Linked DNA regions of Sus scrofa: regions 1 and 3 are each linked to region 2. Evidence: chromatin contacts called from public Hi-C and promoter capture Hi-C data. All regions are on one chromosome and are shown on one strand. Each heading gives the region's core, a stretch centred on a gene start, on an enhancer-like site or on the middle of the called end of the contact. The rest is flanking DNA. Distances are from core to core; before and after follow the strand shown.

Region 1 (4,532 bases), core at 1,979-4,478, 510 kb after region 2:
AGGGATCAAACCCGCAACCTCATGGTTCCTAGTCGGATTCATTAACCACTGTGCCACGACGGGAACTCCCAGAAAGATATTTATTGTTGTCAAATATATTCATAATACAATGTTTAAGAAAATAAAATGTGCAATTGAAAAATTTGGTATGATCCCAGGTTTCTTCTTTTCCTTTAGGGCCGTACCCCCGGCATACGGAGGTGGGGTCTAAAGGAAACTACAGCCGCAGGCCTTTGCCACAGCCACAGCCACACCAGATCCGAGCCACATCTGCAAACCTACACCACAGCTCACCGCAACGCGGGATCGTTAACCCACTAGCAAGGCCAGGGATCAAACCTGAAACCTCATGGTTCCTAGTCGGATTCATTTCCACTACACCATGACAGGAACTCCTTTTTTAAATTTATTTATTTTTATTTTCTTAATTGCGTATATGCTTAAGAAAATGACTGGAAGGATCATAATCCTTCAGCAGTAGGATGAATGACTTTGGTTTTCATTTTGCTTGTCTTTTTCTTCAATGAGTATGAAGAAAACGTGTCAATTACAAAATGTTACTTGTGTAATAGACATGAAGTAAAGCAGGGAGAAGGGGAAGCCATGGTATTTTAGAAAGAGCTCTGGCGGTTTTTTGGTTTTGTTTTTGTTTTTTTTTTTGTCTTTATAGAGGTTCCCAGGCTAGGGGTCAACTACCAGGGGTTGCCACAGCCACAGCAACGCCAGATCCGAGCAGTGTCTTCGACCTACACCACAGCTCATGGCAATGCTAGATCCTTAACCCACTGAGCGAGGCCAGGAATCAAACTCTTGTCTTCATGGATACTAGTCAGGTTCGTTAACCATTAAGCCACGGTGGGAACTCCTGTTTTCGTTTTGTTTTGTTTTGTTTTTAAGTGACAGGGGAAAAAAAAAAACCTATGAGGAGAGCTCCCCCCTTTCCACAAAGACCTGGATTGGACTCTCATCTCTGCCACTTATGAGTCTCAGGGTCCTAAGCTGGAAAAGGAGGATGAAAACATATATATCAAAGGGGGAATGGCAAAATATCAATAAAACAATAAATATCAAAGAGATCTGCAAATTACTAAGTGCCATAAAAATGGAAGTCATTCCTTTTCTGCCAGGGAGGCAACAATTACTCTTACAGAGATCTGGAACTCTAAGAGACCAGCATCCCTAGAGACCACTCAGATCTGGGCCTGCTCAAGATATCTAAGTCTAAAGGAGAGTAGTATTCTTACCCATTGAGAGCCCATTCTTCTAACTGTGCAGGGTAGTATCCCCGAAGAGGACTCTCTAAGCAGTGGCCAGGTAACCCACTCTTCCCTGAAGTTCCCAGCCACATCACTGAGCGTCATCAGTTCCTAAAGCAAGAGACCTCAGTATGTATCAGTAGCTCTTTAGATATTCTCACCACTGTCTCAAAATCATAAGACAGACACTACAGCCATGCAACATATCCAACCAACCCCCCTCCCCAGGCCAGAATAGCTCTGTGTGCTGTCAACCACAGAAGTGTTGCTTTTCTTTCTCTGTTTTTACATCATCTTTCCCTTAACCAACTTGCTCATCGCCAAGTGAAGCCTGAGCCTCCCAAACACATCTATGGAAACTTCAGTCTTTGGAGACATTAATTTTTTGAGGAATAAATTGTCCATGATGGACAAGATAAACAGAGGAGAGAATGTGCAGGTATAACTTGATTTCTGGAAAGTTTTGAACTCTCTCCAACTACATTTTCCTCGTCTAAGTAGGAAACTGCGGTTTTAATTATACTTATATCAGTTAGAATAGCTGACTTTTCGTGGCTTGTAGATTTGATGTCAACCTCAGGGAACAGACTATGCAGAAGCTCAAAGGGAATTGCCCTAGGTACCACTCTATTTCAAGGTTTAATGCAGTCAGAAATGGAACTTAAAAGGACATGTATTTAAAATGAAAAAAACAATATGGACAAGCTGTAAAATTAAGTGAAATTCAATGAGGATAAGGACAAAACAAAATACTTGGGGGCTAAAAACAACCATTAACACACTAATAAAATGATCATAAGTATTATGAAAAAATTATTTGGGGGGAGATGGTCAGGTTACTGGACAAATCAGTAATTTATTGAGTAGCTAATATGTTGTAAGATTAGGGGTGACAAAGACATGTGATAATACTTGTTTGTTTTCCCACTTAAAAAAGAGTTTCCAATAGAAACAAATACAAGTCATCCAGCTGAACCTGCTACAAAGAATTCTGCATTTCAGTGGAGGATGGACCAGAATGGTATGAAGAAGTTTCACATCTTTGTCTCACCAAAGAACCTGGCTACTACTCGGGTACACACAAAACCACTTTTCATGGAAACATTTATGCATTTATTATTGGTCACTTATCAAGTACTGGATTTTTAACAACCTAAAAACCTTAGGTAATACCTTTCATCTCTCTGGCTTAAAACCTTAACAAATTAAAATAAAGTCATTAGGAAGTGAAAACTGTTATGAGTTTTGAAATTTTATTTCTATATCCATTATAAAACCCAACAGAAGGGCCCACCTGCAGGAGACAGCAGGATTGAGCGGGTGAGAGTTCTTAGCCAGAGCTAGAGAAACCCGATTTCCCACCCAGTCTCTTGCCCCTGCCCCCTTTTGAGAGTGACCTCAAGGACCTAGAGCTCGGAGGTGCGGTGACTAAGTGCCATTGTGAGAAGCACCAGTTTGTTCACTGGGTTTATTAATAGGAACATGACCACATGGGTAGGGCTGACACCCATTCTCCTCCCTCCGTGCTGCAGGCCCCAATCTGGGTGCAGCGGTCAGAGGGTCGCAAAACTAAGCTGAAACCAGGGGACCAGCCACAAGGAGCAAAAAATTAAGAGTATGAGCTCTCCAGATGCAGGCGGAGAAAACCGCGGCTACCTCTCCCCAGTCCTCAGCAAGACCCGCGGGCTCCGAAAGGCAACCGGGGGGATCCCGCAGGGGCGTTGGCGGGGCGGCGGGCAAGCCCTATCCACGTCCCTCAGCATCGCACGAGCGGCAGCCGCAGTGATCTCCTTCCCCGGCTCACTCACCACCCAGAGACCCAGCCGAGGATGGAGCACGAAGGGAGGGTCCTCCACCGCCAAGCCAAACTGGTCAGCAACGCCGTGGCGGTGCCGCCCAGAACCCGACCGGGACTCGTGACAGGGCTGTGGGGACACAGGTGGGACTCTGGGCTGGACAGCCAGCAGCCGGAAAACACCGCCCCTGTCCTTTTTCCATTGGCTTCTCGGTTTCTGGGACGAGAGGTATTCCTCGTCCATAGGCTGTTAGAGCTGTCAATCACAGCTGAGTCTTTTGGGAGACGTAGTCCCAAAGAACTGCGAGTACCGGGACGCCCAATTCCCTGCGGTGACAAGTGTTAACACCCAGTTCCCGAGCTGCCCGGCCGCTGGAACCGCCTCTTCAGAGCTAAGAAGGGGATCCAAAGACCGTACATCCAGAGAGGGATCTGAGATTCGAACCTCCGGGCCTCACCTGACTATCGCAGAGCAGCCTTGTACCAATTTCTGCATCGCCCGCGCTCTGGCACCTAGACCTTCCAGAGCGCGGAGCAGCTCGTCGATTCGGCCTTGCTGTGCAGCCTCCTCCGCCGGGTCCCTCTCTCCCCCTACCCCGCGGCGGCCATGGCCTGAATGGTGTCTGCCTCTTTACAAGTTCCAGGCCAACTCGGACTGGGCATAACAAACCCCATCAGGAACCGTTAGTGGAAAACAGACCATCAGCTTCCTTCTCTTAGCACAGTTGCCAGGCATATCCCCTTTCCATTGGTCAGTACACCTGTTAATGGCCAGAGGAGGCCAGCGAGAGTGTCAAGTATTCTAGGAAATGTGGTATTAGGTTCCAAACTGTGGAGACTCCTGGATCTCACCTGAGAGCCCGTATTCACTTTGAGGGGGTGGGGGATGTCTAGCCAATAATGGAAGACTTTCCTTACCATCAAAAAAATATGCCTGTCTACTCTGTTGATTTACTGCAATTTAAAAAAGGAAAGTATATTTTGTGATGGACTGTAAAAAGCTTAGAATTACCAGCCAATGGGCTAATGCGGAAGACTCTGATGCTAATTCAACCATTTCTTCAACAAACATGTATGGTGCATCTTCTAACGAATTTTCATCAGTAATGTTCTGTACTCAAGACTGTTCTGGCACTGTGGTTACCCACATGAATTCCACATGATTCTTGCTTTCATGACGTTCACAGTCCAACAGAGGAGATAATCTACAAAAGACTAAAATACGAAGTAATATTTTGTCTTTTCTCCTTTTGCTCATATAACCAGGGGCATCTTGGTTAGCATTTACTACATAATTTAGACATCTGCAAGATAACCACAACAGCAGTTTGGGGAATTCTGTCTCCTATAGACTAATATCTGGTTTTGCTTAGCAGGAAGAGCAAGGAACATCCAGAAAAGCTTGAGGTTTCCAGGCCTCATGTGACCAGAACATAGTTTAGCAGGCCCTAGGGAGTCAAAGGCATCTCAAGTCCTCTTAG
Region 2 (4,352 bases), core at 1,160-3,659:
TTTTCCTCCCATCTTTCTTTCTTTCTTTCTTTCTTTCCGTGATATAGAGAGGTTCCTAGGCTAGGCGTCAAATAGGAGCTGTGGCCGGCAGCCTATGCCACAGCCAAAGCAACTCGAGATCTGAGCCAGGTCTGTGACCTACACCACAGCTCACGGCAATGCCAGATCCTTAACCCACTGAGCAAGGCCAGGGATCAAACCTGCATCCTCATGGATGCTGGTTGGGTTCATTAACCACTGAGCCACAACGGGAACTCCGTCTTTCTTTTTTGGCCATCACTGCTTTCAGCTTTGAGGTTCCAGAAAATCTGCCTGTTGGGAAGGAATGCTCCTGTCCTGGGCTGACATGACTCTCCAGTGGGGGCAATAACCTGCGCCCAGATGATCTGTACACGCAGGGATTAGAAATCAGGCAGGACTCACCCGGGGGAAGTTGCCACCATTCTGGTGTCGGGTGGGATCATGCTGCACTCGGTCCAGCATGAGGTAGAGTGAGAAGACCGCCACACAGAAGATCGCAGCCCCACACACTGTCACCTGCTTTTTCAGCTTCATACTGGCCTCCACACAAACCTGGCCAGAGGGACACCAGAGGGAGCTCCGGCAGGCAAAATGCCCCTAGTGCTCTTCCCACCAAAATGCCCCACTGAGTTCCTCCAAAGGGCTGCTCCCAAGGAACACCTATTTTGTCTGACTCCAGAGAAAATGAAGCTTCTAAGCACCAAATCCCAGCAATGGCTATGGAGCCTGACCCAACCTGGACTGTCTTCTCTTGGCTGAGACAAAGAAAGTACTAGCAAGAGGCACATCTGAGACTGGTCCTGCCTAGTCCTGGAGGCACTCTGTCCCTAGGGTGAAGATGATGCTCTCTCCCAGGTGGATGCTATTAAAAAAAAAAAACAAACAAAAAAAAAACACGACCAGATAACAAACTTCCCAGCTGTGGCTGTTGAGTTAGCCATACAATGTCCTGATTATCACCAGCTGCCCACAGGGCTTGCCTACAAGAAAGACACAATCACTTAAAGGAGGAGGGTGTCCAGGCTCCCTGCCCATATGCTTCTATTTTCAAAGGAATACACTGGTATCTGTTTTGATTTAAAGGATACAGCCAGGAGTTCCCGTTGTGGCTCAGCATTAACAAACCCGACTAGTATCCATGAGGATGCGGATTCAATCTGGGGCCTCATTCAGTGGGTTAAGGATCCAGCACTGCTGTGAGCTGTGGTGTAGGCTGACAACACAGCTCCAACTGGACCCTAGCCTGGGAACTTCCCTATGTCACAGGTGGGCCCTCCTCCAAAAAAAAAAAAAAAAAAAGAAGAAGAAGAAAAAAAGAAAAATAGGGAAAAAAGAGGATTTAAAAAAAAAAGATACAGCCAAAGCCCCCGGAGACTAACAAGAAAGTTCTTCTCCCTACCCTCTTGAATCGGACTGGTACTCACCAGAAACAGTGCCTGGCACAGCTCCTCTCTCATTCAGAAACATGGAATGAATTTAAAAAGAAGCCACAGCTGACGTTTCTAACACGAAGAGCCCTACGGCTTCTGCCTGATAGTTCTAATTCCTTCAGTGGGTAACTTTCGGCCACTGCTTATAAAGCATTTACAGGACCCCCTGAGAAGCCAGCAGTGATTGATGGGTAGCGAGAAGCTAGGCGCGGCTGCTCGGTGTGGGGCAACTTCAGAGAACCACTGCGGCCCCGCACTTGCCTGCTGGGCTGAGCGAGACCGCTAGCCGCCGAGCGTAGGTGGGAGCCGCTGCTCAGGAGTCTTCCTCCAGCCCCGGGGCCGAAGAGCTCGGTCGCCTCTGCAGCCTTGTGCCCTACTTAGCACGATCTGATTCCGCTCAGGAGCCTCGGGGCAATATTTTTAGCCCTCGGAGGCTGGGTTCAGGCCAAAGTAGGTGGAGCTGGGGAGAGAGAGTTGGATCCCAAGGGGGTCCCGGCACCTGCCGCCGGGTCTCCGGGCGCTCGCCTGCTGGCCGGCCCAGCCCCCTCCCGGCCCTCCTGGGCTGCGGCCCTCCCTGGCTCTGCCGGCTCTGGGACCTCAACGACAACTGCCCGATGCGGGATCTCCGGCCGCCTCTGACCCCGAAGCGCTGCCCGCGCTCCTGCTGCCCAAGCCTGGACACGGCCGGGGCAGCCAGAGCCCTCCCCGCGCCCGCCCAGCGCGTTACCGTCTGCGTCCGCTCTCCGCTCCACTCCAGGCCCCGCCGGCGGAGCTGCGGCCCTCACATCCCGGGGGACAACGGCCCGGGGGAAAGACAGCGATGCAGGCGAAGGCGGGCGTCCGCCCACCCGTCGCTCCCGCTGGGGCCAGGGCCACCGGCGCGCTCCGCTGCGCCCACCCGGCGCGGGTCCCCGGCCTCTCGCGGCCGCCGGGCCGAACGGCATGCGGGGCGGGGACAGGCTCGCCCGCCCCCGCGCCGCCTCGGCCCCGCCTGCTCGCCCAGGCACCGCCGCTGTCTGCGGTGCGCCCCTGCCGAGCCGGGCGAGCTGGGCCCCGGCTACTGCCCTCGCTCGGCTCCCGCTGGCCGGCCGGGCGCTTCCGGTGCGGTCAGGACCGGGGGCCCCCTGGCGCGGGCGGCCGGGCCGCAGTGCGCAGCCGCAGTCGCGACCCCGGTCTTGGCGCGCTGCCTAGCCGCCTGGAGCGGAGCGCAACTTGATGTTTTTTGAATCTTGCTAGAGTAAGCGCCTTGTTATCTACCAGCAGTAGAAACATTCCTCCTTCATTTCACCAGCCAAACGATGGAGCACATTTTCCGGCCCCCTCCCCCCCTCTGGGGTAGGTATCCTTAATTCGATACAGTTACGCTTCTCAGGCAAGGGGGCGCTGCCTTCTCTTGGTACCGTGCGTTCATCACGATCCCTTGCCGTGCTTGCCACCGGTGAATAAGATCTATACTTTCCTTTTTTAATTTAAAAAATTTTTATTTATTATTATTATTATTATTTTAGGGTCGCACCCGCGGCATATGGAGGTTCCCAGGTTAGGAGTCCAATCGGAACTACAGCTGCCAGCCTGTGTCACAGCCACAGCAACGCCAGATCCGAGCAGTATCTGCGACCTACACCACAGCTCTTGGCAATGCCGGATCCTTAACCCACTGAGCAAGGCCAGGGATTGAACCCCAAACCTCATGGTTCCTAGTCGGATTTGTTTCTGCGGCGCCATGCCGGAAACTCCAGATCTATGCTTTTCTTACTTGTTCTTTGACTGGGCATCTGGGTTGTTTATAATCGTGCAGCATAATAAATCACACATAATAAAACATCTCCATGAATTCCACATTTGTCTTCTAAAATGATTGTCTTAGGACAAATTTGCCGCAGTGAGGTTACCTGGGCACAAGATTAGGATTTAGCGCATTCTGTTGCGCCCCAAAAGGACTGTGCCAGTTTCTACCAGCCCTCCACAAACTGTTGAAAATTCCTTAAATGACTTTTTGGTTGATTAACCACACTTAACAAAACCATCTTATTAGTTTGACTCCCATTTTGTTTATCACCATCAGAAACAGCTTTCTAGGTTTATTTGCTAACTAGAATGCCTGTTATTAAGGTGTGAGACCTGGACTGGTTTCATCATCCTCTGTATCCCTGTGTTTTGCCCAATGTTCTGGGAAATTTATCTTCTGATCCTTATACTGAATTTCTCATTTTGGCTATCGTAATCTTATTTTCAAGAGCTCTTATTAGTTTTCTGGTGGGTTTTTTTTTTTTTAATTGCGATACAACTTATATGGCACAAGTCTTAAGTGTATTTACTGCTTGAAGAGTTTTAATAAATGTGTATACAAGTATAACCACCATTCAGATCAAAGCATAGAACCTTTCCATTACTCCCCCAAAATTCCCCTCTATCAAGACGTCAAGCAGTCCCTAAGTGCAACATGGCAGCTAGCAGGACCCCAAGGATCACCATGCAGCTGCTCAGTGTGCCTGCTGCATTTCCATGAGACCTAGCCAGTAAGACAACAAGCCACACTGGAGCCAGACAGATACTACCCAGCTAACAAAAACAAGACCAGGAGTTCCTGTTGTGGTGCAGCAGAAACAAACCCAGCTAGCATTCATGAGGATGTGGGTTCAATCCCTGCCTGGTCTTGCTCAATGGGTTGGGGATCTGGCATTGCCGTGAGTTGTGGTGTAGGTCGCAGACGTGGATGGCTTGGATCCTGAGTTGCTGTGGCTGTGGTGTAGGCCGGCAGCTGTAGCTCCTGTTATTCAACCCTAGCCTGGAAACTTCCATATGCTGAGGGTGCAACCCTAAAGAAGCAAAAAAAAAAAAAAAAAAAAAAGAAAGAAAGAAAGAAAGAAAAGAAGAAGAAAAACCAAACAAACAAACAAA
Region 3 (4,646 bases), core at 825-3,324, 700 kb after region 2:
TGCTGTAGCTGTGGTGTAGGCCAGCAACTACAGGTCCAATTAGATCCCTAGCCTGGGAACCTCCATGTGCCACTAGTGCGGCCCTAGAAAAGCCAAAAAAAAGGTAAAAAACCCCTAACAACTGGAGTTCCTGTTGTGGCTCAGTGGTTATCGAATCTGACTAGGAACCAGGAGGTTGCAGGTTTGATCCCTGGCCTCACTCAGTGGGTTAAGGATCTGGTGTTGCTGTGAGCTGTGGTGTAGGTTACAGACATGGCTTGGATCCTGGGTTGCTGTGGCTCTGGTGTAGGCCGGTGGCTACAGCTCCAATTCGACCCCTATCCTGGGAATCTCCATATGCCACCGGAGTGGCCTAAGAAATGTCAAAAAGACCAAAAAAAAAAAAATCCAGAAAAGACAACCTTAAGACCACTAGAACATTAAAAATATAAAATTAAATCTTAATAAAATAAATGGAGTGGTATCCAAGGTATAGTGACAAATTTCCTAAAAGGGCAATTGGGGCCAGTGATTATTTAGAGAACTCCAAGTTCCCCCATGAATCTTTGGAAATATTGGCAGAGATCTTGGGTTTCCCAGAGCCAACTACATGTAAGTTTTAAAGGGCAGTGACCCCAGCAGGATTATGGTTGACTTTGGGGGTCATCCAGGTCACTGAACCATGGGAACATGCCTGGCTGAGTATGCATACCTCCCCACCCTAAAATATTTATTTCTATCTTTGTGTATCCTTTAAACCTGGTTGGAAGAAGTGTGCCTCTTCTCAGATTTCTTAGCACCCCCCCATCTCGTTTTCCTTTTATGAGATCATGCACCATTAATTATTCTCTCTCATCTTTTTATTCTCCCCTATCAGCTCTTTTGAGTGCACCTCCTCAATTTAAAAGAAAAAAAAAATCACCTTTCTCCTCTGCTCCAACTACCCCTGGAGCTATACATAAGGCCTGCTTTTCTTCCCCTCTCCCTGCCAAACTTCGGGAAAGAACCACCACCCTTTTTACTGCCTTCAGCGCTTCACTACCACTTACTCCCTACTCAAGAGCTCAGCTCAGCTTAGAGTCTGGCCCACAGTCGGACCGGGCTGAAAGTTCCACCCCTCTTGAAGATTGGCCTGTCCTTCCCCGTTCTTCAGACGCACTTCTCCACGGTTGGCAGTGGGTGCTCACTGCCAGACACCAGGGCCTCATCTCTGGGTTCTCACACTATCACCTGGCTGTTGCCTTAATTCCGCCTGTCTCCAGGTACGCTGGGCTCTTGGAAGGTCCTGCTGGTCACCTTCTGGGCCATCTGCCCACCTCTCCGTTCTCACCTTGCACAGTCCTAGCTTCCCCTGTAACTCGGAGGTCTCGCCGTCTATACCCTGGGAGGCACCCGTTGCCAGGCCTTCAACTCTGTTCACCGCGGGTCTCACGGTTCCTCCAGAGGCTCCATTCCTCCGGGCCTTCGTGCAGGTCTCTAGATATAGCAATGACCCAACATTGAGGGCGCACCTAGTAAGCGCCAGGCCCATGCCCCCTCTGCTACCTTTCACATAGCTGCCTACTAGGCTCCACTAGTGCCAGATCTGAGGGAAGAGGACGCCGTCTCAGCTCCTGAGGCGCTCGCCCTCCGCTAGGGCGACACAGCCGCGTAGGCAGATCGTGGCCCTCTAGTGGGAGACCTCGGCCCCGACCTCGGCCCTGCCCGGGAGGCGCGTCAGAGGACGAGAGGCCCAAGTCGCGGAGAGCGGCCGCTGGGCCGGTACCGCTCCGGGTGCTCTGCTGGGCAGGAGAGGCAGGCGAGCCCGCGGGCCGGGCCCGGGTCCGCGAGGTTGGGGTTCTATTTCTTCCCCGTGCCTCCCCTGCCCCGCCCGCCGCCGTCGGGTCGGTGCCGCGCAGCCCGCCCGGGACGGGAGGCGGGAGGCCGAAGGCAAGAGGCGAGAGGCCGGGCCCAGACTGGGGCTGGGGCAGCCGCTCAGCCACACCGCCCTGGGCCGGGCGCCCAGGTCCGAGTCGCCTTCCGCCTCCCCCCACCCCCCCGCGGCCCCAGCCAGGTCCCGCCGCCAGGCCGGCTCCCGCCCCCGCTCCGCCCCCGGAGCCGCAGCCCCGCCCGCCACCGCCGTCGCCATGTTGTGGCTCCCGCAGCCGGCGCTGGGGACGCGCGCGGCCGAGCCCGGGGCCTGCAGCCGCCGCCGCCGCCAGGTAAGCGCCCCCCGCGGGCCGGGCCGGGCGGGGCTTGTGGGCCGGGGCCGCCGCCGAGGCCGCCCTAGCCTGAGCCGGGGCTGAGCGGAGCCGGGGCCGAGCCCGCGCCCGCGCCGAGGCCCGGCCCTGCAGCCAGGCGGACCCTGCTCGCCGCCCGAGGCGGCAGCCACTTCCCCCGACCGCCGCCTGGCGGGCCCCGGCCGCCACCCCACCCCGCCCCCGGCCGACGGGCCGCCTGCCCCTTCCGCCGCCCCGACCCGCCGCTACCCGGCTGGGCGGGCATGCTGCTGTCCTCCTGGCGCGGGACGGGCGGCCGCCCTCGGCGTCGGCCCACGGCCCCCTGCCCGGGCACGGATAACGGTGCCACTTTCCCCCGCTGGGGCGTCCTGTCAGTCGGACCGTCTGGGCCGCCCGAAGAGCTGTCGCCGTCCCGGAGTAGACACTTGGGGGATCGACCTTTTTTGGCGCCCCTCCGTTCCCCTTCGCCCCCCCCCGCCCAAGTTCTGACCCCGGGGGAGGTTTCATCGGGAGCAGACAGGTATTCCTGCCCCGGAGTTGGGGGCCCAGGGAGTGACCAGGCCTGTTGATCAGGGTGGAGGTTGTCTCTGCAGGGGCTTTTCCTGCCAACCTGAGGGGGAGGCTCAATGTGACCCGAGGGAGGACGGGGAGCGTCTGCTGGACAGATGGCCTCCTGGCCTTGGATCAGCGCGTGTGAGGGGGAGGGGTCTGTACGACCTGAGGTGTGCCTGCTTCTGAGAACCCCAGGATTATCAGAACTGCTCAGGGATTTTTAACTTTTTTTTTTTTTTTTCTTCTCCATTTTTTCTTTTGCGTAGGCCAGAGATGGCATTAAAAAGCCTGGATTGGAGTAAATTCACAGACCCACCCAGGGCAGTATGTCTAACACCCAGGACTAGTCTAGAATAGAACTGGAGGAGGGGACTTGGGGGTAAGATGGTATTTGGCTTAGGGTTGGCCCACTTGCCTTCAGCTCTGTGTTCCTGGAAGGGCTGTCTGGTGCATCTGTTGGTGTGTAGAGTGTGGCTAAGGATACAGGATGTGGACATGCCTGGCCTGGTGGGTACTTGGTAGGATTTCAGGGATCTGTTTCCTCAAACTCATAGGTACACTACACAGTGAAAGAGAGCAGGAAGCAAGGTGCTAGCACACACATTTTGATCATTTTCCAATGTTTCCACTGGTCGTGGCTTTGATTCATTCAGCAAAATTTTACTGAGCACTTATTATGTGCCAGGCACTGGACTAGGTTTTGGGAGTACAGCGGTAAACCAAAAAGACATGTTTTAGCTTAATTGAGCTCATTGACTTGTGGGAAGGCCCAATAATAAGCAAATCATCTTGAAATTTCATTCAACAACAAATATTTGTCAACTAGTATGTGCCAGGCATTGTTTTAGATACTGTGAAGAAAGCAAGCAAAAATAACTGCCCTTGTGGAAGTTTCATCCTGGAGGCTTGGGGTGGGGGGAGACAATAAAATTAAATATGTAATAAAAATATAGTCTGTTAATAAGTGCTAAGGAGAAAAATAAAATAAGAAAGGAGGCTATGAGTTGTTGGGTGAGGACTGAATTTATATTCGAGTGGCCTGGAAAGACCTCCTAAGAAAGTCTTTTGAATAAAACTTTGAAGGTAGTAGTGAACTAATCATTTCAAACTGTGATGAGTACAAGGAAAGAAATGTGAAGAGTGGTAAGAGACGTCGCCCTTTATTTGGGTTGGGGGCTCAGGGAAGACTTCCCTTGAGGAAGTGACATTTATGCTGAGACTTGAAGGAGGGTTAAGAGTTAACCATGTGTGGAGCAGCACAGAGCTCGGCAAGTTGGAGGAAGTGAAAGAGGCCTGTGTGGCTGTAGGGGGGAAAGGGAGAAAGAGGAGATAAGTCTATGGAGAGGTGTGTCAGATCACTGGGGCCTTGGGGACAGAATGCCTTCCCTCCTTAATTTGGATTGTATTCCCAGTGTAATTAGGAACCTTTGAAGGGGTTTAAGTGAGTGACATGACGTTATTTACATTTTCGAGGACTCTGGTGTGGACCAAGATAAGCAGGTATGGTAAGGCTTTCTGTGTTGAATGGCCTAACTACTTGATCTGCCTGAAAAAGCCTCAAGCAGTCTGGGGAGGATCCTTTTCCTCAGACGATTTTGCCCAGCTTTTAGGAAGGGAAAGGAAAATGAATTAACATTTCTGGACTGCCATTAGGTGAAAGAATCAATTTTAGAAGACTTTTGCAGGCATTATCATATTTAACCTAATCCTCTCTGCTACTAGAAAAGAGTTGTCTTGCCCCCTTTACTTATGTATACAAGTTCAGAGGAGCTAGATGACTTATCCAAAGCCATGTTTGTAACATAATCTGGATTCAAACCCAGATCTTTCTGATTCCAGAGCCCAGTGGCTCTTGAGCCAGACTATTTATTGAGTTTGCATCTTGCTTCTGCCAAT

The links. Promoter capture Hi-C pulls out the DNA fragments that hold promoters and counts their contacts. Hi-C and Micro-C count contacts between places; a contact is called where the count stands out from the background.
Region 1: a contact with region 2 is called in a Hi-C map of skeletal muscle, with 6 times the contacts expected there. The contact joins the promoter of ZNF774 here to the promoter of MAN2A2 in region 2. A contact is called at or near these places in 1 of 47 Hi-C or Micro-C datasets (skeletal muscle) and 2 of 2 datasets of contacts at active chromatin or transcription factors (alveolar macrophages and skeletal muscle).
Region 3: a contact with region 2 is called in a promoter capture Hi-C map of fetal liver, with 3 times the contacts expected there. The contact joins the promoter of ZNF592 here to the promoter of MAN2A2 in region 2. A contact is called at or near these places in 1 of 5 promoter capture datasets (fetal liver) and 1 of 2 datasets of contacts at active chromatin or transcription factors (alveolar macrophages).

What each region holds. Positions count from the first base shown.
Region 1 is chr7:52,984,365-52,988,896 of Sscrofa11.1, reverse strand. It overlaps ZNF774 (zinc finger protein 774), which reads right to left and starts at 3,228. Exons shown (of 4, transcript XM_021098908.1): 1 at 3,065-3,228; 2 at 1,245-1,367. The coding sequence starts at 1,348.
Region 2 is chr7:53,496,974-53,501,325 of Sscrofa11.1, reverse strand. MAN2A2 (alpha-mannosidase 2x) reads right to left here and starts at 2,409. Exons shown (of 24, transcript XM_001929378.5): 1 at 2,179-2,409; 2 at 1,446-1,911; 3 at 424-573. The coding sequence starts at 1,478.
Region 3 is chr7:52,791,378-52,796,023 of Sscrofa11.1, reverse strand. ZNF592 (zinc finger protein 592) reads left to right here and starts at 2,074. Exons shown (of 11, transcript XM_021098901.1): 1 at 2,074-2,180.